Regions from separate parts of the Sus scrofa genome. Here region 2 is linked to region 1. Evidence: chromatin contacts called from public Hi-C data. All regions are on one chromosome and are shown on one strand. The core of a region is the stretch at or near the end of the contact, and the rest is flanking DNA. Distances in the headings are between cores, read along the strand shown. Region 1 has its middle 70 kb from the start of NUDT4. Region 2 overlaps LOC102158255 (a long non-coding RNA gene).

The links. Hi-C and Micro-C count contacts between places; a contact is called where the count stands out from the background.
Region 2: a Hi-C map of liver shows a contact between it and region 1, with 1.6 times the contacts expected there. The contact joins two enhancer-like sites. A contact is called at or near these places in 3 of 47 Hi-C or Micro-C datasets (liver and skeletal muscle).

What each region holds. Positions count from the first base shown.
Region 1 is chr5:89,796,367-89,799,617 of Sscrofa11.1, reverse strand. No RefSeq gene overlaps it. Among named protein-coding and RNA genes, the nearest start is that of NUDT4, 70 kb to the right of the region's middle. Within about 2 kb of position 1,362, at least 3 of the 83 cell types and tissues checked have an H3K27ac peak or open chromatin away from gene starts, as enhancers often do. A contact at or near this core is called in liver, where this site is marked.
Region 2 is chr5:90,071,515-90,074,747 of Sscrofa11.1, reverse strand. The region is part of intron 1 of LOC102158255 (a long non-coding RNA gene); the gene reads right to left. Among named protein-coding and RNA genes, the nearest start is that of EEA1, 59 kb to the left of the region's middle. Within about 2 kb of position 1,592, at least 18 of the 83 cell types and tissues checked have an H3K27ac peak or open chromatin away from gene starts, as enhancers often do. A contact at or near this core is called in liver, where this site is marked.

The DNA.
Region 1 (3,251 bases), core at 113-2,612:
CAGCTCACAAGTGGTCCTAATTCAGTCCACCACTCACAGCCTCTTCATGGCATCCAGTGTGCTCTTCCTCCCCACCTCTGCCGGCCCCCAACACTCCCCACTCACAGGTACACATATACATTTTTCTCCCCTCATTTAAATAGCCCCATTTTTTCCAGGAGTCCCCAGGGCTTGGCCAGGGACTGGTATCTGAAACTGGCACCAAACCATCCTTCATTTTCCTTTTTTCTCCCCAAGCAGACCCTTTCAATCCAAGCAAATCAGCTCAAGCTAACAGATGCTTGCAGGTTACCAGGTCTACCAGCTCAATGTACCTGTCCAAAGCAACTGAATCCAGGTTAAAGCCCAGTGCAGACACAAGACTGGGCACAATAGTAGAATTTGTCATCAATTTATTTTCCACCCAAGTACTTCTCTGGACCAGGTTCTTATTTCCAATGTCAAGATCTGGGAGTTCCCGTTGTGGCTCAGCGTTAATGAACCCAACTAGCATCCATGAGGACTCGGGTTCAATCCCTGGCCTAACTCAATGGGTTAAGGATCTGGCATTGCCGAGAGCTGTGGTGTAGGTGGTAGACGAGGCTCAGATCTGGTGTTGCTGTGGCTGTGGTGTAGGCTGGCAGCTGTATCTCCGATTGGACCCCTAGCCTGGGAACTCCATATACCTCGGGTGTGGCCCTAAAAGACAAAAAGACAAAAAAAAAAAAAAAAGATCTGCCTGTCCTATTATTTTTATTTTTTATTTTATTTACTTCTGTTTCATTCTTCCTATGATACTTCTTTTAAACATTAATTTATTCAAACACTAAGAGAAAGGCTAATAAAAATGTTCTATACTCAAATTCCACCATTCTATTTGTTTTTACTTTTAGCAAAACATTTCTTCTGAACTTGGCCGTTGTGCATATATCATACAGATATAAAATAGATATAAATAGATATATATTGTTTTATAATATAACATATAATAGTGAAGTAGATACAAGCTCCCATTTCAATACTTATGTTGAATCTTCACTAATTATTCAGCCTGCTCTTCAAAAGAGCAAAATTTCTGATAAATTTGCAATCATCAACAACCTAACAAAATGTTTAAGCCAAAGACATTTTTAATGCTATTTTCCTTGTACTTACTCATTAGCCTTCATTGTTGGCAAAACAAGCTACTAAATATAGAAAATTGTACTTATCTTAAAAAAAAAAAATTGTGGAAACCTACCTACTATTATTCCCTTTTGGGGCAAGTTCCCAAGTTGGCTTCTCCTGAGTTCATCTGGATAAATATTCTGCTCACCATACATGGTGAGACTGCCAGGGCTTGTTTTTCCAACCATGGTGACAGATTTGCAGTGGTTATCTACACTCTCTCACCTGTTCCAAGGACAGGTCAAGAGAACACTCTCGATAGGACTGGCCAGGTTAGAGTACAGGTTGAGACCAGGAAACAATGGAAAACAAACCAAACAATACAGAGATTGAAACTTTGGCCTTTTTCATCAAGACCCCTGGCCTCAGACTTCCCCCTCCACCATGTGACCAAACTGTGTGGTTGGCAGTCAATTTAAACCTGATGGCAAAAACTTGAGGGTTACCAATTGAGCTTTCTCACTGCTATTTTGTTCCAATAGAGTTCAAAACATTTTCAATTCTTAGGTACCTTTTTGAATACATGAAAAATTTCCATACAAATAAAGTCTCCAAAGCAATACATATCAATTCCTGGAATGAAAATGTGAATTTATCCCTTAACAATAATCCAATGCGAAATAAGCCCTATTTAAGGGAAAGTTTTGCTACAGGTTGAGTTCCCTGGGAAACAGGCTCAGAGATGGAGAACTGCCTGAAGGAAGTTTATTAGGGAATGATCTTGGCATCAACACCTGTGTGGAAACAAAAGCTGCCGATTCAGGCAGAAGCTGAGCTGCAGTGCAGTCACAGCAGAGGCCTCCATTGATCTCACAGGGAGCTCTGGAGCTGGGATGGCCCCGCAGAGATGTCCCAAAATAAGGACGTTTCTACCCCCACATCAGCCCATCAGTGAATCCTGGCTGCTCCTAGGAAAGGGGCATGACCTTTACCAAGGTGGCTTCTCTCCACCAGCATTTTTGGGAGCAGGAGAATGCATTCATAATTGCCAGCTGCAGTCTGGAAGCGCCTACTGCAAGTGTAAATCACATACTCATTCAACTCTCACCAGGGAAACGTCTATATAGACTCAACAGACAGTAAAGGCAACTTCCTGAAGAAAGAGGGTTCTATTAACAAGAAAAAAACTGATGCACCAGGGAACTTTCTACTCAGAGGTAAGCTTTCATGTCACTGTCAAGACAATGTGGCCTCATATACGCAGTACAAGACTGATCCCATCTTCTCTGCCCCAAATTGAAAGCAATCCGGTTACCCACTCCTCTACCTGCCCCTATGCAGCACTGACAATGCCTTCCCCCAAACCAATGGCGCAAAGGGAAATGCATTTCATTCAACAGGTCTAATAGATTTACTCCTTGCTACTCCAGCATATCAGGTTTTTTTCATGAACACCAAGAGACAGAGTGGAGAGAGAAAGAAGAGCTTCACGTGGAAATCTGCATGACAGACAATGGTCTATCAGTTGGTATTTCCTTGGAGCAGAGCTCAAAGGTCAAATTGTTGTTTTGATCATGCAGCTATCATGCTTTTTGCATGCTGGAGACTCCCTACAAGGATTATTTAATGGAAGAAAGAAAAAAATGATCATGACCTGAAGAAAATTCTTCATCTCATGTTGAACGTTAAAAACCATGTGACTCTTCATTTAAAAGAGTAAAATCAGCCTTCTGCCCAGCTATACAAGGATCATTTAAATTAACATTTTAAAAAACATACAGTAGGAACTTAGAGGGTGGAGCTTCTGAAGAAAAGGCTTGCTTCTCGCAAGCCGCTGCCAAACACAGACAGATATAATGTTGACTTGTCGACTGTCGACCATAGGATAATGACTTCAGAGAAGGCCTTGGGAAAGCAAGTTTTGTATGTACCTCTGTCTGTCTGATGTGACATCTATGGTCACAACCTAGAGAAAGTGGCTAAATGGAAGAACCTGTTTTCGGTCTCTCTCAAACCCCTTGGTCTCGCCCACCCATCCAGCCCCGGTTTACCAAACCCATGTAAAACCTGGCCACACTTCTAAGCCTAAATACCCCGGGGGAGAAATTTTTTCTAATTCAATGCAGGTGAAACTCAAAGGTAGGGGGAGTGAGCCCACTTAGCGT
Region 2 (3,233 bases), core at 343-2,842, 270 kb before region 1:
TCTTAAATTACTATCTTGATGAGTTGCTTTTTAACTCCGATTATCCTATGATTAGAGCACTTCCACTTTTTAAAAATAATTAAACTTGGGTTCTGTTCATTTATTTCCCCAAAGTCCCCATACAATAATTTTTTCCTCCTAAAATCCAACACGAAAATTGGAAGCTTGTAACCTGTCAATCTTTCTGTGATGCCAATCCTTGCTTACCAAGGTTTCCAGTTATTTGCACCCTATTCCCAGCATGCTTTTAATTTGCCCCACTGTTTGTATTAGACACTTGTAAGCCTCCTCCATGTTGGCTGCTTGCCTGTACTGACATCTGCTTGCTGTCTGTCATGGCACCCTTACAATGCCATGACCTGCCAACCAACCAGTCTTCCACTAGCATCTTATGCTTCTTCAGTATCTGCATCTTTCTCCACTATTTTCCTGTTTTGTTGACCAAAATATTATAAGCAGTTTTATCTGATGTGTGCTGAAATCAAGTATTTCTATGACTTTCTCTGATATGTAATCTACTATCTACTAATTCTATCAAAGAAGAAATAATTTCAGTTTGGCACGCTTGATCAAAGTAGAGTCTACTCTTTACCGTTCATGTTTCTAAATGCTTACATAGGAAATATTGTTCCATTCTCTGGAATGACTTTTATCTGGATATGGAGATTTGAATGTCCATCTCCCACGAAGATCTGGCCAACCAAGGTACCAATTTATAGTCACCAGTACATACCAGTAAGGAAAATTTACTATCTCACATGACAAGAAATCCTGGGGTAGGTTGGCTCGCAGGTTGGTTGATTCAGCAGCTTAATGACATCATCAAATATCCAGAGTCCTTCTATATTTCTTTCACTATTTGGTTTGGCCTTTGGCTGGCTCCCTTCATGGATGCAAGGGAGCTCCCACAGCTCTAGTATCATGCCTCGCTAAAAATAAGGATTATTTTTCCTATAAGTTTTTTTTTAGGAGCAGGAGAATATCCTTAGAAAATCCCTTTTGCTAAGCTCTCGTTACACTTTATTGCACAGAACTGGGTCCCCTGCCCCTTCTGAGCCAATCACTGGCAAGCTCAGACTGATCAAAAATTAATCCCGAGACATGTAGGGAAGGGATGGGCAACCCCTTCAAACTGGCTCTTTACCAGACAGGAGAAAGTGGGCAGAGGCTCTTGACTAGCAAACCATACTGTCTGCTTCAGACAGAGGGAATTACTCCCTGATTTGGAGGGGAGGGATATTTGAAAGCAGTTATTGAAGAAGATTCATTAACATAGCATGGATTTTATCTGTCCAAAATAGTTTAAACGGGGTTGTGTCCAAAACAAAGGGGTAGATTAAGTTATCTCTAAAATTCTCTGCCAACTGTGTAATGCTGTGAGTCTCATTGTTTCCAGTGGGGAAACTGCTTGCAGTTTGGAATTGTGCACATCAGCAGAGTCTGTGCGGCCAGCAAAAGTCCACAGTTGCTGATCTGTGAACATTTCCCCTAATAGCACATTTGTGGAAAACTGAGTCACAGGGATTCTAGGTACTGTGAATCCATTGTCTGAACAATTGTCTGAATGCCTCGCGTCTTAGACACTGGCAGCTTCCCTGTAAACAGACAAACTATAATGGAACAGTTGACATAGAGTGTGGGGTTGGGCAAAGCAAAGCAGGCTGGGCTAACTGGTTTTTCATTGGCAAGGTTCCTTTTTATTTATTTTGGGCTGAAAGCAGGAAATTGTGTTACATAAGGCAATACACTGAATGTGAATGTTAGTGCTGCGATGGAAGAAAACTTGCAGAAAACTTGACCTGACTCATTTAATTAGGTGCAGAGATATTACTGTGCTACATGGTGAGCTATTCAGAGGAAATACAATCCATATGACTTCTGCTTGAGCAACCCAGGTCCTCCAAGAGAAAACTAGGGAGGGGAGGAACGAATTGGGTGGAGAAGAAAGTTATTTTTGTGGCAGTCAGGGTATGATTATTTGTAAGTCCACTAATTATCAGCCAAGGCTCTCATTTCCCTGGCAGTAAGGAGAGGAGCAGCTGAATGGAAGTGATCCTTCAGGCATAGAGTCTAGGGACTCAGCAACTGATTGGTTTTGGGGAGCAAGAAAGAAGAGTTGAAGATAATGTTGCCCGTTTCCTAATATTATTGAGCAATTCACTACATCAGGAACACATGCTAAATGCTTCGTATAATTACTGTGTCCCTTACTTCTCCCAATAGTCCTGTTGAGTAAGTACTGCTGTTCTTTCCATTTTATAGCTAAAGAAACTGAGGCTTCATGGGGCTAATTTAGTAAATGGCAGCAATAAGATTAGACTCTAGATCCTGATTCTTAATTCATTGCTACACTCTGCCTTTCAGGGTGGAGAGGAGGCAAATGAGGAATTTTTATTTAGATATATCGAGTTTTAATTGTTGGCAGGACATTCCGTTGAAGATGTCCAGCAGGCTATAGGAAGTTGAGGAAAAGATCTAGGATGGAGGACTGATTTGGCAATCACCTGCTGAGGGTACAAGTTAAAATCATGAGCTTGCCTTTCGAGACTATGAGGGCTACCTACTCCGTGTGACTATCTTTTGCACCTCAAACATCAGGAATTGGAAGAAACATTGGTTTACCCATAGGCTCATCTTACTGGCTTGACTGGCCCACCAGCGGCTTCTGTGACTTTGGGCAAGTCGCTTAAGCTCTGAATCTCTGTTAAATGAAGTCTCTTCCAGCTCTCAAGTTCTAGACTAAGTAAGTAAGTAAATTCAAGCCCGGACTAAGGTAACTGCAGTGCGAGAGGAAAAGAAGAAGAATGCAAGAGTTACTGTAGAGACAACCGACCAGATGCCAAAACATGGGAGAGAAAGAGAAACAGAAGATAGAGAAAACTTTTCCAGCATAGATGTAGGACTATCTCTATCAAGATAGAGAAGGAGGTGGTGCCCAAGACTTTTGAAGAGATGATAAGGGGCTTTGTTCTGGATACAGAAAGGTGAAGTGTTGTCCATTGGGTATTTCTGTGGGCGTTGGTAAATTGCTGGGCTAGAAATATTTATTTATACAGACACGGAGCCTAGATGTGAAGAGGGCAGAGCAGGTGATTCACGAAATAACCTTTGAGATCTTTTCTGTCTCTCGGCCTCCCTGACCATGGTCTCCGTGGCAACGTGACTCACTGTCCACACTGGATGACCTCACGCTGGATCAGCTGGTTTTCGCGCTGTCTGACAAATGGCAGAGC